2 separate regions of the Mus musculus genome follow, and region 2 is linked to region 1. The links are chromatin contacts, called in public promoter capture Hi-C maps. All regions are on one chromosome and are shown on one strand. The core of a region is the stretch at or near the end of the contact, and the rest is flanking DNA. Distances in the headings are between cores, read along the strand shown.

Evidence for each region. Promoter capture Hi-C pulls out the DNA fragments that hold promoters and counts their contacts.
Region 2: a promoter capture Hi-C map of pre-B cells shows a contact between it and region 1, with 4 times the contacts expected there. The contact joins the promoter of Parp16 here to the promoter of Pias1 in region 1. A contact is called at or near these places in 2 of 39 promoter capture datasets (erythroid cells and pre-B cells).

Annotation. Positions count from the first base shown.
Region 1 is chr9:62,978,909-62,982,449 of GRCm38.p6, forward strand. It overlaps Pias1 (protein inhibitor of activated STAT 1), which reads right to left and starts at 1,971. Exons shown (of 14, transcript NM_019663.3): 1 at 1,940-1,971. The coding sequence starts at 1,963. It overlaps Gm35574 (a long non-coding RNA gene), which reads left to right and starts at 1,606. Exons shown (of 6, transcript XR_379535.2): 1 at 1,606-1,619.
Region 2 is chr9:65,212,702-65,216,376 of GRCm38.p6, forward strand. Parp16 (poly (ADP-ribose) polymerase family, member 16) reads left to right here and starts at 1,989. Exons shown (of 7, transcript NM_177460.4): 1 at 1,989-2,162; 2 at 2,648-2,931. The coding sequence starts at 2,758.

The DNA of each region.
Region 1 (3,541 bases), core at 721-3,220:
AGAGGCTTTCTTGGTGAAATCAATAGTCTGAAATTGGGATAAAAAAAACTATCCAAGTCAGGAATGGTGGTGAATGCCTTTAATCCCTTTAATCCTAGCACTAAGGAGGCAGAGGCTAGAGGATCCCTGAAGTTTAAAGCCTGTATGGTCTGTCTACACAGTGAGTTCCAGACCAACCTCAGCAACATAGCAAACCTCTGTCTTAAAAAAAAAGGGGGGGGGGGCGCTATCCATTAAGATTTTCTGTCTTAAACAAGTTAGTAATTAGAAGTAAACTTAAAAAAAACAAATACCCAAATCTTGTACAAAAATCTTGATATGTTAACACTCCAAAGTTACTAAGGAAAAAAAGATCTTCCAGTGAGGCTTTTACACACACACACACACACACACACACACAGGTGCACGGAAAGAAAAGTGTCCAGAAACACAGGTAGTGGTCTGCTTGTTTTAGAAGTTATTTCATTATAATGGGGAAAATAATAATTTTTTTTATTGATTATAAAAAGAATTTCTAAATCTCCCTGAGGATTTATAATTGCATAGCCCAATCTCCACTCTGACAGAGATGTGCTATAACCAGCTGTTTGGTTCGCACACAGGAAGCCAGAGAAGGGAATACCATGTTCAGAGCCTCTAAATAATATGCGTTAGTTAAGAACTGCCTGCCTGCTACTAAACCAGAATTATTCAAGCAGAGACCCATTTGTCACAATCCAATCATAAGGGTTCCACCAGCCCTCCCCCAACTGCTTGTGTAGTGGTATATGTGCTTCAGTAAAGGAGCCATCATCAGGTAAAGATTGGGGTGGGAGAAAAAGCGGGGGAAAGGGGGCACCCTTTCATCTAATTTCGCGAGGCATGAGTAATTGGTACAGTTGAGAGGAACGATGGAACGTTCTATTTATTGGAGGTTGGGGTGGGATGGGGGGTGGGTGGGAGGAGAATTTCGTTTAAATCAACATGGCCAGCAAGATGTCCCTAACAAACAAAAGGCAACGGGGGATATAAACACGAACCATTCACCTCCATCAGCTATAGCATCGCCATCATGGTGTGTTTAGAGACCCCCAAGGCTGCTCTCATCTGCCACACCAGAGACAGCAAGAGTGCAGAGAGGTGGCTGCATCCCCACCACCGCTCCCAAAAGCACACTCTTTCAATGGGTTGCTCCCCACCACCACACACACACCCTCCCCGGTGGCCCGAAATCAAGAGAGAAACAGTAACGTCCCGCCCGGGCAGACTCCCCCTGCAACCCTTTAGCCGAACCCCCAACGCCGGCTCCGGGCTCGCTAAACTTTCCAAGAGCTTCTCCCTCGTATTCCCTAGCCGATTGCCCCGGGATCGCGCATTCCCTCTGGCCGGGCACCCATTGACAGGCGGGCGGGCAGCGGCGGCAAGCGAGGCGGGGGCGCCTGGGCGCCGCGGAGGGGCGGGGCGGCCGGAGCCAAGTTCCCGGGGGTCCGAGCGCTGCGCCTGACAGGAGCCCGGGACGGCGAAAGAGGAAGAGGAAGCGGCAGCGGGGCAGTTTTCCCGATCCCCCTCTTCCCAGAGCAGCCTACACCCCCCCACCCCCTGGCTGCCCATGGGGGGGGGGGGGGGAGGCGGGCTGCAAGGTAAGGCACCCAGGCCCCGGGGACCGCCGCTGCCGCCACGTCCCGACTCACTCTCTCTTCGCCCCGCCACCCCCGCCAGAGGCGCCCACAACAATAACACGCCGGGGACGACCCGTCAGCGCCCCCGAGGCACCCGGGGCCCACGGCCCGCCGCAGCCAGGCCCCCTCCACTAAGGCCCGGAGCGCCTCTCCCGCCTACAACTCCAGACTCGGGTGGAGCCCGGCCCGAGCGGGCCCCCCAGGGTCCGACCCATCCCCCCGGCAGCCGCGGCGCCGTCTCCGCGGCCGAATATTAGAAGTGAATTCGAGCTGCGCTTTACCTTTAGTTCCGCACTGTCCGCCATCTTGCGTCTGTCAGCGCAAGCGCAATGAAGCTCGCCGGGGGCCGCGCTGGAACCTCCCCTCTAGCGGACTTGACTCCGCCTCCACCCCGCCCCTCAGCCTTCCCGCTCCGCCCCTGGCCTCCGCCCCACTCCAGGAGCTCGCTGCCCCGCCCCGGGCACGCACAGCTGCGAGACCCACACGCACTATTTAAATAATGGCGCCAAGCGGGAGTTTGACAGTTACTACCCCCTCGGCCTCCCCGCCCCCACACTGGCCGAGCCAGTAGCGCCCAGGGAAGAGGCCACATCTGGGGAGGTGTTGGCCTCAGTCTCATCCTTCGGCTGCCCTCTGAGCCCCAGTTGACTGAAGCCACGGCGCGCCCCCATGCGCAAGATGCGTTCTGCACCTGTACCCTACCCAGCTGCCGGTCGATCACAACTAGCCAATTAGTCAGTTTTGTCTAAGGAGAATTTGACGAAGCGTTTCTGGGTTTACGCAGATCCTCATGATGAGGCAGTTAGGCCAAAAAAGAAAAAAAAAAAAAAATATATATATATATATATATATCATTCCCATGGTATCTTTTCCGAAATAAAAGCTCTGAGGGGAAAAAGGGACTCTCCTAAACAGCATTTAACAGTAGTAGCTAAGGCAAATTCTGAAGACATTTATTCATCGCGTCACCCTGGGTAGTCAGAAATTAGAGAAGATCCCTGACCTGTCGCTCATGGGGTACAGATCTGTGAACTATTAAGATATAATTACTAATGGTGATGAACAGCATAGAGATTAAAAGGCTCACCAAGAGAAAAATGGATTGGGGGGGGTGGGGTGTGCTTAATCCCAGAAGGGTTTTCTTCACCTACATTGATATTTAGACTTACTCCTATCTACTAAAAGCTTCCTTCAAAACCCCAGCCTTTTTTAACTGATCAACTTTTTACTATCAAAATCCTCTTAACATTTGGGTTACTCTGAATTCAAGAAGGCCAGGTCCTGACCAGTGACCTGGATTATTTCACTCCCACATGCCCACATGTTTTACTCCAGTATCTTTATAGTTCCAACCCCCTTTCTTCAAGGAATCATTTTCATCAGCATATAAACATAACCAAAATTCCTTACTTAAATTTATGCTTCCTCTGGATCCAAAATTACCTTCAATGGGTACTCTATTTCTCCGCTTTCTTCACTGAATAAATTCACAAACAAGACTTCATTTTTCTACAAGTACTTGTTCCCATTTCTTCAGTGGCATTACCTCCAAACCTATCCTGAGGCAGCTCCACTGCCTGCCCTATCTTGAGCTCTCATCTACACCTTTTCGAAGCCCACTCTCAGTTCCCAGGGCTTACCTCAATTGCCTAGAGGGAACTGCTAACAGTTGATGTGATTGCTTTCTCTGGAAACAGAGTTCTTGAACTTTCCTCCACATCACTGCCACTGTCCCAACATTCCATTCCTGTCTCTTTACTAGGTAGCTTCCCCACCCCCACCCCTATTCCTCTCTCCTCGTCTCTCTCCCTCCTTTCCGCCCTCCACCCTTTTTCTCTCCTGAGTCTCACTATTCAGCCCTGGAATTTGCTATAAAGACGAGG
Region 2 (3,675 bases), core at 739-3,238, 2.2 Mb after region 1:
GCTAACATGTACTCCACATGTGAGGGCACTGCCCATGGAGGACAGAGGTGTTAGAGTCCATGGAAGTGGAGCCACTGGCTGTTGTAAGCCTCCAGATGTGGGTGCTGGGAACTGAGTTCAGGTCTTCTGGAAGATCAGGAAGCTTTTTAAATCACTGAGCCATCTCTCTGGTCCTTCATTCATTTTTTTAAAGATTTATTTATGTTTGTGAGTACACTGTAGCTGTCTTCAGACACACCAGAACAGGGCATTGGATCCTATTACAGATGGTTGTGAGCCACCATGTGGTTGCTGGGAGTTGAACTCAGGACCTCTGGAAGAAGAGTCAGTGGGTTTTTTTTTTTTGTTTTTGTTTTTGTTTTTTAAACGGTATTTTTTTTTAATTAGGTATTTTCCTCATTTATGAGTCAGTGTTCTTAACCACTGAGCCATCATCTCTCCATCTCATTAATATTCTTTAAAAGTACATTTATTATACTTATGTGGCAGGAGAGGTGGTGAGAAGGTTTTCTCAGAGTGAGGGTCATGCGATATGCCTCAGACATGCAGCAGGTACCTTAGGGTTCCAGATGCTCCATGGGGCCCTAGGGGCCCCAGGACTTGGGGTGCTGGAGGGGTTTTATTTGAGGTCATAGGCTCTCAGACATTTTGGTGATTCCAAATCAGCCCAGGCCTTACAACAACCATTACCATTTGGACTCCTGGGGGTGGTTTGCATCATTGTTTGGCCTGGGAAGCTCTCTAGGGTCTGAGAATATAGTTCTGCCTGTCTTCCCTCCCGAAGTCTGAGGAGCACAGGGCCAGGTCCCATTCGGATGCCCAAGAAGGGGGTGATTTCTCAGAGAGCAGAGCCAGTGTGTGTGTATGTTTATTTATCTAATTAATGGTTGTTTTTGTTTTTGTTTTTGTAAAGTTTTGTTTTGGGGTTTGTTTTTGTTTTTTTTGAGACAGGGTTTCTCTGTGTAGCCCTTGCTGTCCTGGGATTTGATCTGTAGACCAGGCTGGACTTGAACTCAGAGATATGCCTGCCTTTGCTTCTGGTGTGCTGGGACTAAAGGCGTGAGCCACCACCTCTCAGCACGTGTGGGGTCTTTAAAGGGGACTTTTAGTCTAACAATTCAGCACTGGTCTTAGATTTCTATGTGACCAGAAGGCCAAGTGCTTTTTTTCTAGTGAGGTCTTGAAGAAGAAGAGGTAAAGGGAATCTGTTCTTACATTTTTTATTTTATTTTATTTATTTATTTTGGTTTTTCAAGACAGGGTTTCTCTGTATAGTCCTGGCTGTCCTGGAACTCACTTTGTAGACCAGGCTGGCCTCGAACTCAGAAATCCTCCTGCCTTTATTTTAATTTTTTAATGTATTTATTTTATGTATGTGAGTACACTGTAGCTGTACAGATGGTTGTGAGCCTTCATGTGGCTGTTGGGAATTGAATTTTTATTTAGGACCACTGCTTGCTCTGGTCAACCCTGCTCGCTCAGTCCCTGCTTGTTCCGGCCCAAAGATTTATTTATTATACATAAGTGCACTGTAGCTGTCTTCAAACGAATTAGAAGAGGGAGTCAGATCTCATTACCAGTGGTTGTGAACCACCATGTGGTTGCTGGGATTTGAACTCAGGACATTCAGAAGAGCAGTCAGTGCTCTTACCCGCTGAGCCATCTCACCAGCCCTACATTTATTTATTTTGTGTATACGTTCACATGTGGGCACACTTGAGCCTTGGTGCAGGTGTGGAAGTCATAGGACAAATTGCTAGAGTCACTTAGCTCCTAACATATGGGATCCTGGGATAGAACTCAGGTCGTGAGGACGGACAGCAAGTGCCTTTACTCGACCAGTTGCTGAGTCATCTTGGGGTCCGGTCTTTTCCCTTCGGCAGGGTTAGGTCATTGTTCTCCCAGTGCCTGTTTTCCCGACTTCCTGTTAGAGGCCTTCGAAGGAGGAGGATCCTGGGAAATCTGAGGTCAGACATTTGAGCAATTCAGAGAATTGCGGAGGCTGTAAGGTAGAGAGGAAGGTCTTTGGGTCGGCTACAGTGTCTTGAGAAAGTATTGTGTCACTCCGACCTTCAGTTTTCCCTGGGTATCAAGTGGCTTCTTGTGTGCAACGTGTCAGCTCCAGAGGAAACCGATTTATTCAACAGGTGGCAATTCCCAAGGTGAGCGAGGCTGGCTCAACCCGTGGAGCCAGGACAAAGACAATTCCCCGGGGCGGGTCCCGGGGCGGTTTCCACTTGGGGCGGTGGCGAGGATGACTAGCAGCCGCATTGGGCACCTTTGCCCAGCACCCGGGGCAGCTGGGATCCTCCGGGACCTGTGGGCGGGCGCGAGCTGAGCAAGGGCGCGGGAAGGGGCGGGCCTGGGCCGGGTGGGCGGAGCGGCGTGAGAGCGGCGGGCGGGGAGGTAGGCGGTGGCTGCTGGCAGTGTGGGGCGGCCAGGACTGATCGGCCGGGTCCCCGGGGTACTACCCACGCCGGGTGCAATAGCGACAACTCCATACCGGGGACTCCGGGACTGGCGGGACCCGAGAGGCGACTCTCCCAGATCCCGTGTTTCCCCGCACTGAGCGACCGTGCCCAGTGTCCTGCAGAGGACGCTCGCCGGCGCGTTCTCACCAATGTCAATTTGTCACCCCTTTGCCTAGCTCCACCCCCCGGGCTGGAAAACCTGGCAGCAGACGGTCTACGGTCCCCCGGGCCCAGGCCCCGCGCTGCCCCTCCTTGTCTCCTCCCGGCCACGCGCTACGAGCCCGGGATGCAGCTCTCCAACAGGGCAGCAGCCAGGGAGGCAGCGAGCCGCGACGTGCTGGCTGCGGACCTCCGCTGCAGCCTCTTCGCCTCGGCGCTGCAGAGCTACAAGCGGGACTCGGTGCTGCGGCCCTTCCCCGCCTCCTACGCCCGCCACGACTGTAAGGACTTCGAGGCCCTGGTGAGTCCGTCCTGATCCACCGTTGCTCGCTGCATCCTGGGCCAAGTGGCCCTGTGGAACGGCAGGCAGGAGCAGCTCCACCCGTGTTAGAAAACACGCCAATTCCCTGGACTTCCCACCCAGCCTGGCCTTGGGGAAGGTTCCCATCAGCAAGAACACTCCTAAACACCCTCGTGCAGACACACTGCCAGGTCATTCGGTGGCTGCTTCCTTTTGTCAGTGACTTAATCCCAGGAGTGATGGAATAGCTACATAGTCCTCCACAAAACGCTCTAGTGTGGCCCTAAAGGGGCGTTGATCTGAACCAGCTGTTCTGCCTAGATAAGAAGTTGTCCCTCCCTCTGCAACTAGTTAGACTTTGCCCTTCAGATGAAGTTACATATTAACAGTACTTATATAAACTGCCACGCAGTGCACATAGGCGTTGTTACTTTCTGATGATTTATAATTCGGAGTGCTGGGATGGATTACAGGTTTCAGCACTTCGCATGACCCATACATAAATCATATAATTTCTTTAAGAGTTAGGGTATTCCAGATGTCAGTTATCATTGTAATCCAAATATTTGGAATTATCTGGAAAGATATAGCTTGCCAAAATTGACTCAGTGAAGAAAATAGAAAGTCTCCAGTAGTGGTGGTGTACACCCACAATCTCAGCTCTCAGAAGGATGAGGCCGGAGCACAAATTTGAGGCTAGCCTGGGCTATAAAAAGAAACAAGCAAACAAACCTTTGCGCCTAC